Linked DNA regions of Gossypium hirsutum: region 2 is linked to region 1. The links are chromatin contacts, called in public Hi-C maps. All regions are on one chromosome and are shown on one strand. The core of a region is the stretch at or near the end of the contact, and the rest is flanking DNA. Distances in the headings are between cores, read along the strand shown. Region 1 overlaps LOC107950753 (a long non-coding RNA gene). Region 2 has its middle 21 kb from the start of LOC107950082.

What was found. A called contact is a pair of places that touch in the nucleus more often than the background predicts.
Region 2: a Hi-C map of leaf shows a contact between it and region 1, with 2.8 times the contacts expected there. The contact joins two enhancer-like sites. A contact is called at or near these places in 10 of 34 Hi-C or Micro-C datasets (callus, fibers, hypocotyl and 2 more).

Annotation. Positions count from the first base shown.
Region 1 is chrD03:33,561,524-33,566,470 of Gossypium_hirsutum_v2.1, reverse strand. It overlaps LOC107950753 (a long non-coding RNA gene), which reads right to left. Exons shown (of 3, transcript XR_001698196.2): 3 at 4,392-4,840. It also overlaps the pseudogene LOC107950754. Among protein-coding and RNA genes, the nearest start is that of LOC107950753, 4.3 kb to the right of the region's middle. Within about 2 kb of position 3,335, at least 7 of the 9 cell types and tissues checked have an H3K27ac peak or open chromatin away from gene starts, as enhancers often do. A contact at or near this core is called in fibers and leaf, where this site is marked.
Region 2 is chrD03:33,596,739-33,601,701 of Gossypium_hirsutum_v2.1, reverse strand. No RefSeq gene overlaps it. Among protein-coding and RNA genes, the nearest start is that of LOC107950082, 21 kb to the left of the region's middle. Within about 2 kb of position 2,026, at least 8 of the 9 cell types and tissues checked have an H3K27ac peak or open chromatin away from gene starts, as enhancers often do. A contact at or near this core is called in fibers and leaf, where this site is marked.

The DNA.
Region 1 (4,947 bases), core at 2,086-4,585:
AAATTAATAGGGAAGTGAAAGCCAAAATACAAGTTTTAGATTATTGAATAATTAGTATTTTTATGCAGCAAATTGTCAACCAATTTTATGAATTTCCAACTATTGGTCAACCAGGCACTGCAACATCAAAATAGCACTGCCTTTGTCTCTTTTTGTCTTTCGTTGCTAAGTTTTGTTCTTATAAGTACCAAATTGAAAAATGTGATAAATTTCAGGGGTAAATTACACATTGATCATCTAAATTATGGTAACTCATTTATGGGGACATGTTACACTTGGTTACAACAAAGGAAACAATGCTTCTTGCCTTTAAGAAGCAGAATTTCCTGAGCTTTTAAGCGATATGATCACTGGTTAGTCAACCACATCACTGCTAAAAAGCTTGAACTTGTTGGCATCAAGAACCAATTTCCTAATAGATGAAAATGAACCCATGATTCCCACACCTGTGAAGACAATAATGATGGACAAATTGATCCAGTAGGTGAGGGTTGACCTTGAAGGCTTATAAGTCATGTTATAAAGAAGCATAGGGAGGATGAAATCTAACGGGATGAAGCCGATGGCACCAACGACCCCACTAATGTCACCAAAGAAAGGGAGCATTGCTGCCATAAACCCGCAGAATATCACATACAGTGACCGAAGTATTAGCCTAGGGATAAGGTTCCTTTTGGAAAACATCCCTTGTTTCACATCAGCTGATTGGTTTTCCCATGATCTCATAAGCAACTTGTGAATAAACCTGTTTTGTAATCGGAGAAAGAAAGCTACCTCAACGCTATGGAAATGAAAAAAGATAGCATATGAATGGCTTACCAAGCCAATAGCTAAGAGTTGGAGGAGAACGAAGACAACGGCGAGGCCGAGAACTATGGTTGGAGCCAAAGAAGGTCCTTCATCAGGCATCAAGCTTTTAAGAATGTTTGAGTTAGAGTTGTTGCCAAAAACCCAATATCCGGAGACTGCAGCTGAGTAGAATGTAAGGAGGGCCACGGTGTAACACATTAGCAGTCCTTTTACCATCTTTCCTGTAGCAGGTGGAGCCAAAGTAGCCTATAACAATGAGAAAGTGTTTTCAGAATGTTTCCACTACTCGTAACGTTCAAATCAAATTATAAGAGTTGAAATTACTTGTATTTCAGGAAGTATGCCATTCCCAAAAATTGCAGCTATTATGGAGATAGAAGTGAAAGCACTAAACACCCTTGATGAACCTGAAGGTTCCAAGGAATAGTCCCTAGGAGGAGCATTTTTGGAGAGACCTGCAGTAAAAAATTATTGAAGATTATTCAAATCCACTAATGAAGCTGCATGGATGTGCGTGTCAACACTGATAATAAATGAAGAGAATTCTGCGCATAAACAATGGTGGAAACTATTACAGTCTTTAACACAAAAGACAGAAATTTAACCACTATAGTATTGAATAAATTTACATTGAAAACTTTGTAAGTAACTGGCCATTAAAAGTGTGTTTATCCTTGTTTAACATTGGTAGGGCCTGAATTAAGCTTGATGTTAAAAATGTGTCGGATTCAGAGACACCTTCAGCACAACATTGAATACTTCACATTCATGTCAGTATGAAATCAAAACTAGTCAAATTATCTGCTTTTCTGCTTCAAACAAGAAAAAGAGATGGCAGTCTGGACCAAGTATTGAATCCTGTTTATGTGTTGTTGTTTTTTCCCTACCAGGCTAACATAAGAACCTATAAACCAAGATTTGGAAGCAAGTCAATGGAGTCTATACCTGCATTAATACAAGCACCAACCATAAGGAAAGTGTACACCAAGCAAAGAAGGGAAGCAAAATTGATATGTCTGAGGGAATGGAAGGAAGGCAGTTGAGAGAGAACTATCATCACCACTGTCACCATTGCTATAAACTCATACAGCTTCAATGATCCATTTGGAGAAAGGTTTTCATACATGATCTTTCCAAAAACCAAAAACAGGCAAAATTAGAAAAACATAAAAGAAGAGCAATAAATGACCAAATTTTACCCCATATACAAGTCCCATCTTCAAACTAGAGCTAGCCATTGGACCATGCTAGAAGATGGAAATTTAATTTTCAAATGTATTTGATGAGATCGAAGTTGCTATTATATGTCATATTCATAGCTCATATAACTTCCGAATGGAATTAATAGATGGATTGGAGGACCATACCTTGAGGCATTCCCCTGCAAGCAAAATTGCCCCTATTCCAACCCCTGTATTGATAGCGGTTTGGATGAATATAACAAAATAAAACATCCAACCAGACCCTGCATGAAACATTGGCATCTCCTTTTAACATCTTTAACCACGGAACAAAACACTGGGTTCAGTTCTGTCCTAATTGCAGGAACTCTTTCAGAATCACCTACCCTAACCTATTAGCTAAAGACACGTATACAACTTGTATAATGTGAATTGCCAAAATCGAAATGGCAAAAAGTCCACCTTGTTTTTATTCTAGGAATGATATCATCGAACTTGGAATGTCACTATAAGAGGGTAATCATTTTCCATTAGTTTATATGTGATCCAACTTTTACGCTTTCCAAAATCTAATAATTACTGAAAATGAATACTGAACCGCAAGCGAAAATGCAACCGGCCAACACGGAACGAATATTGCATGATCCGAAAAAAGGAAAACTTATTGTAGGTCGCTACCTAGAACGTCGGCGGCGAGTTCACGGAAGCGGATATGGCGGCGGCCGGCTTTTTCACAGTGCTCAAGCACCTTGGACATGAGATAGTAAGAGTAGAAGGTGACGCATCCTAAAACCGTTAAACATAAGAAACCCAGGCCCCAACCTAGTCCCCTGAACGCGTATGGCAGTGTCAGAATTGTCGGCCCCACTATCGCCGTCGTCAGATGAAACCCCGCATGCCACCACTTCCCTATAAAGAAAAAAAACGATTTGGTTATATCATGGCTTTATAATGTTGCTCTGATTCTGATTCTGATTCTGATTCTTCACCTTTTGATTCAAGAACAAAGGTAGCTCCGGCATCGGAATCCAGGCGGAACTCCGGGAACGGGTCTCGTTCTGGAGGTTCCGCCATTAATGGTGCCTCTGAAAGATGAAGAAGAAGAAGAAGGGTTAAATTATTATGGGAAGTACGGTAGCAACCACCACGTGGGGGAGGAGAAACCGATGAAGGGAGAGCTTAGCTTAGCCGCCCGAGGACGTAAAAGAATCCTCTAAATTAGTGAACAAACATCATCATTCATTAGAATGTGTTCGTCTTCAATGTTGCTTGTGGTTCTGTATTTAATGGGATAAGAAAATTACCTGACTGCCTAGACAAGTGTGAATTAAAGATGGTGATAGGTAAGGGTTATTTGGTCTTTTTCTTTTCTTCTTTTTTCTCTAGTTTCCTACAGCCTACCGGGAGTTAGCCATACTAGTTGCATTTCATTGGAACTTGGATCCTAAAATTTAGCCCTTATAATTTAAATAAATCTCAACATTATTGGCAATGCGATTTAAATTAAATTAAAAGAAATCTCAAAATTTTTTATTTGGGAATCTTAAATTGTAGTTAGAAGTCGTATTGCAAGTGAAAGTTTCTTCAAACCAATTGAGTTTTTAATATATCAGTTTGTTGTTTATTATTAACAGCACGTTTGGTTCGCTGTAATGGAATAAAGGCGTAATAACAATTCAATTGTTTAGTTGAATGTAATGGAATAGAGGCGTAATAGTATTATTATGTTTGGTTGAATAGAATAGAGACGTAATAGCGTAAGGAAAAAAACTAAAATGACTAAAATACCCTTAACAGAATTTTTTTTAGGTAGATGATTTATTGTTATTGTTATTAAATTTTAATAAGATTATTAATATAAATAATAAATAATTTAATAATAATTTAAAATAATTATTATTAAATATAATTTAATAAAAAATATATAATTTAATAAAATTCTTAATATAATTATTCTTATATTAATTTACTAAAATCATAATATATAATAATATAAAAAATATTTAATCTCATTTATTATTTTTAAACCGAAATACAAATTTAATGTGCTAAAACATCATTAGTGAATCAAATAATTTAATTATTCTACAAAAAAAAATTAAAAGTAATAAATAACTTGAAAATTATATTTGCATAAATATAATATTCAAATATTAACAAACATACCCTAAATTAAATTTCATGTATAATTTTAAAATTTACCCCAAAGATTTAGTATACTTCTTGACCTGAACTTGACAATTAAATTTATTTTAGTACTTGTATATTTTTTGTCCACTTTAATAATTAAACTTGACAATTAGATATATTTTAATCTTTGAACTTGAAATATATAAAATTTTATTGGCATAACACTTTAATAATTGAACTTGACAATTAGATATATTTTAATCTTTGAACTTGAAATATATAAAATTTTATTGACATAACACTTTAAGATTGTCTCACATCATTAAATTTGGACGAAATATAAATTCATAGTCAAAATAGACCTACTTGTAAAGTTAGATACTAAAGTAGACCCCAACAACATATAAGTATCAAAACGAAACTAGCTCACAAAGGGAAACTTCTTATGAAAGAAGATAAAAAAAATTGTGCTACTTGAAGGGAACAACATTGGCACTGGAAAAACATTCCGTGGTTGAGGAAATAAAATCTCTTAAGCACTGCGTCCAGGTTATGAGCTACTCACAGCAACACAGATCGCTGGGAAATAGTGTGCCAAATTACCTTTTGTATCTCTTCTTGGAACCACATGGACAAGGAGCATTACGGCTCATTTCTCCACTCTTTACCATATTAAACTTGGCAAGATCCAATGGTGTTGAACCCATTAGCTTTTGCACCTGCAAAAGATAAAAAAAATAAAACGAATGACATTTCCAATGGAGAAAGAGAGAGATGCATAAACTAAAACTTGTCATTGATGTTTTAAACTGTGGGAGAAATATTC
Region 2 (4,963 bases), core at 777-3,276, 37 kb before region 1:
TATGAATTTGGAGAATGATTTTTATCTGGTATGATTCAATGATGAAGAAGACTATAACAAAGTATTGACCAGTGGCCTATGGGTAATCTTTGGGTAGTATCTCAAAGTTCGGCCATGGTCGCCGAACTTTTCGACTACTCAAAATGAGATTGACACCCAAGCTGAATGGGTTAGACTACCTGGCCTCCCAAAGGGGTACTATTCGGACTTCCTACTTAAGGCTATTGGGCAAACTATTGGTCCAATTTTGAAGATTCACGAGAATATTGATAGTGCTAGAATGGGGCATTTTGCACGATTGGCGATCTGTGTTGATCTCCGGAAGCCATTGGTATCAAAGATAAAAATCAATGGAAGAATACAACGCCTTGAATACGAATTGTTACCTAACGTTTGTTTCAGTTGTGGACTTTATGGGCATAGTTCTGAATCATGCCCAAAGATATAGGCTCCACAGGCGACGAATGCAAGTTATTCAAAATAGAGTGGAAAAGGAATGTTATGGCCCTTGGATGTTAGTGGAATGTCGATAGTGATGAATCGGAACACAGCGGTTATAGGGAACAAGAATGACAATAATCTAGGTGTGACTGCTGGAGGATCTCGGTTTAATGTTCTTGATGTGAATTAAGGGCTTGTTGATAATGATGAGATCTCTAATAGGGATATTTACTAGAGCAGATTTCGGGGAAAGAGTGAGCAGACTATGGATAAAAACAATAAGGCTTCCAATTCTGCCACTTGCCAAAAGAAAAATAATTTAAAAGCAAAAGGTAAAGGTATCTCGGTTGCTAGTGGGCTTTGAACGAATCTCAACATCTTAAAGCCTAACAATACTGTGAACGGGCTTTCAAGTTCAAGTGGACAAGGGCTAGTTGATGATGGGTAAAAAATGGGCCATAAAGAAGTGACTGATAGGAATGGGCTTTTTAAGTTTCAATCATTTCAGGTTAAGGCATCCCTAAATGGTCAGAAAAATAAAGCTGTGAAGATTCTAGAGGGTAAAAATTTTGATTCAGTTCACAGAAAGAAAAGGAATATTGGGGAATCAAGCGTAGTTTTGGAATTATCAAAACCGAAGGACATAACAAGTAAGAAGACAGGTCAAGAGCCTTTATACATGGATGTTCCTCGATCGCGAAAACCGCCGGATGTAGGGGCTTCAAGGTCTTAACACATAATGGTGGAGGTAATGACAGCTATGGAGGAAATTATATCAAGAATAAAAAGAGATTCAAGCCATGTTTCTATGGTTGTTTAGGACAACATTTTGATGGAGACGATTGATGTTGAAGATAGTCGGAATGAGAAGCATATGGATTGGTTCTCTTCCTTGCCCTATGGGTGTGTTTTATCTTTTCTCTCATTTGTTATTTATGGATACAAAATTAATGTTTTGGAGTTGCCAAGGTGTTGGCCATCCACATTTCCATAGATTCATTAAGGAGTATACAAAAGAACTTTCACCAGATTTAGTTGGATTTTTTTATACTCGAATTAGTGACTCTAGGGTAGATGATGTTATTGAAAAATTAGGCTTCCAAAATTCATTCAAAATTGAGGCCATAGGGTTTTCTTGGGGTATATGGTTATTATGGAGTGATAACATCAAAGTTGATGTCATTGATTTGCATTCACAAATGGTTAATCTGAAAATTGTAAGCAGATAAGGACATATAAGTTTCCTATGTTTGGCTGTTTATATGAGCCCTCACCCAACCAAAATGAAATTTCTTTGGTAGTTTTTGGACTCTATAGCATTATCAGTTAAGGAGCCTTGGATTCTTGATGGAGATTTCAACTCCATTCTGGATAGTTTGGAGCATGACGGTGGTGTTATTCGTGTGAAGGCAAGTTGTAATTTTTTTTAAGGATTTCTTATTCAAGAATAAGCTGAGGGATATGGGTTTTTCTGACCCTCGTTTCACCTGGAGTAGAGGTAATCTTTTTCAAAGACTTTATAGGCCATCTGCAACTCATATTGGAACTGTTTCACTCCAGATAGTTTGGTCTGACATCTCCACAAATTGAAGTCGGATCCTCGACTAATCTTGGTTAATTTGGGTTCTAGTGGCCATAATCATCAGAATACAACTTGTCGGCCTTTCAAATTTATAGCAAGCTGGCTACTTCATCCAGAATTTGGGGATTTGGTGTGTAATTATTGGAACCACAAAATTGATGTTGTTTCAAACTTGGAACTTTTTCAAGCAGAAGTCTAAAGCTGGAACAAAAATGTTTATGGTAATATTTTTGCTCGAAAAAATGAATTGGTAAAGCAACTCGAACGTGTAACGGGTATTTTGGAGGTTCGATCATCTTTAGGTCTACAAGCTCGAGAGTTTGAATTATGTCAGGAAATTGAAGAAGTCTTGAAGCACGAGTGTCACATCCTGAAATTGGGTCTAGAAGTTTGGAGGGTAGTTTTAGAATTATGGCCTAAAATTGGGTTCGAGAATTCATGATATGCAACCCAAAAATATCTTAGTTTATGACTTTTGAAAATTTAACCTAATTTATAATAATAATGTGGAAAAGACTTTCAATTTATAAAGTGGACTATTTTGTAAAAGGGTCTAAGTTGGGAGTAGTTCAAGAGCAAATATACCAAAGTTTTAAAAATAGCCTATTTTCCCTTTCACCTACGGGAAACACACGACTCATATTCTTCGCTCACTTATTTTTGTAGTCCATTGAAATCCCCAAATACCATTCACCAATTTTGATCTCCATTGCTTTAATACTTTTGATTTTCATCATCTCCCTAACATTAAAACCCCTTTGAATTCAAAGAAGAACATAAAAAACACCATTAATTTCATTGATTTTTCTCCAAGTGGGTTTTCTCCAACATAAAAAACATGCAAACTACCTCATTCTTTTCCATAAAGCAAATAAGGAGCAAGCTGAGCATGTTAATGGTATCCTTAATACTTTTTGCTACTTTTCTAGACAGAAAATCAACATGAATAAAACTCAAATTTTCTTTTATCAAAACACAACGAGGAATTTAACAACTGAAATATGTAGGAACCTTGGAATTTCGAAGGTGGATGATTTAGGGAAATATATTGGATGCCTATTTTTCATAAGAGGGTCTCGTCTAGAACGTTTGAGTTTGTTGTAGAGAACATCCAAGAAAAGCTTAATGATTAGGAAGCACAAAATTTATCTATGGTTGGAAGGATTACTCTAGTCACATCAGTCATTATAGCTATTCCATTATTTTTCATGGCCACGACACGTATAACCCTCTTGGTGTGCAAAGAGATTGAAAAGCTTGCTCGAAAGTTCATTTGGGGTTCGAAGGTAGACTCAATGAAACTTGCTCTACTAAATTGATTTGAATGCTACCAACCTCTTGATAATGGGGGTCTTGGACTCCGAAATCTTGCGAATCAGAATAAGGTTTTTCTTTTAAAATTGGGATTTAATAACACAGAGGCTCTATGGCTACAAGTCTTGATGAGCAAATATAACATTCAGGGACTGTTGCCAGTTTTGATCTTGAGGAGTTGTTGCTTTTTAATTTGGCTATCTATCATGGGAGTTTGGCCTAAGGTTCTCAACAGTGTGTTTTAGACCGTTGGCGATGGACACATAATTAATTTCTGGAATGATGTTTGGGTTAGACAGATTGACCCTCTTAAATTTTCTATACAGGATAGAGCTGCTGGATGAACCTATTAAAGTTTGTGACGTGATTGATAATACGGAGAATTGGGATTGGCCTCGTCTAAATCAATTGTTCTCCACCACATTGCTGCCATTTTACCCCTCTAACCCGTATATAGGTGCCTACTGTATCTCGTGGAAGTGGTCACAAAATGAATTGTTCTCTTCTGCTAGAACTTTCAAAAGTATTTACTCCATTGGTAATTTTGCTTCACCTATGAATTGGAAGTTGGTTTGGAGGTGTAAAGCTTCGCAATGAGTTCGAGTGTTCTTGTGGTTATTGTGGAGAGATCATATTTTGACCAATGGTGAGAGATCTCGAAGGCATGTGTCAAATGAGAGCCATTGTCCCTGATGTAGTCATATTTTTGAGTTAGGTATTCATGCGATTCGGGATTGTTCATTCTCGAGAGCAGTCTAGAATGTTGTTGTTCCTTTCAATGATAAAAGTATCTTCTTCTCATCTGATCTTAACGAGTGGTTAGTGTTGAACTTGGCTAATCCAAGAGATTTTGGTAGCAGAGTGGTGAATTGGCCGACGTTGTTTTCCATTATACATTGGTTGTTATGGAAATATCGTAATAATTTTATTTTCAAAGACAACCATAGCAGTTGCAAATCAATAATTTCTACAACATTTGTATGGACTAAGAGGATGGAGAAATCAAATACACGTGATATTCTTATCTATTATGTAATCCATTAAGTTTTGAGATCAATTTTATTAAATGAAGAAAATTTTAATCTTGAACACATCTTAGTGTAATAGAAATATTTTTATATTTAACAAATTATACTAGACTAGATATAGCCTTTGAGATCAATTTACTTTTAAGGTTTAGTTTTGAACCAACACAAAAGCATTGGAATGAAGTGAAGTATGTTCCATCTCTATGACATATTCGATATGGGTTTGTTTTACCCACATGGAGTATGTTGATGTTGGATATTTTTTAATTCTTCATAGAACTTGGTCACAAACAAGTTATGTTTTCACATGTGGTAATATTTTTATATTATGGAAGTTTGTAAACAAGCAACCATTGCTACCTCATCAAATCATTTAAAAAATTTCACTTTTTATGAAGCAATTCACACGAATGCATATGGTTTCGAGCTACAATCCAACATATTAGAAAAGCATATGAAATGATTGTTGATAACGATAAGCCAACAATATTTGCCTGAGGATACACAACATGCATTTCACATGCTAAAAGGTGATAGATAAACATATTTTTCCAAAACTTTTCTATAAGCACGAGCTTTTGAAGAAATTAGGTGACGT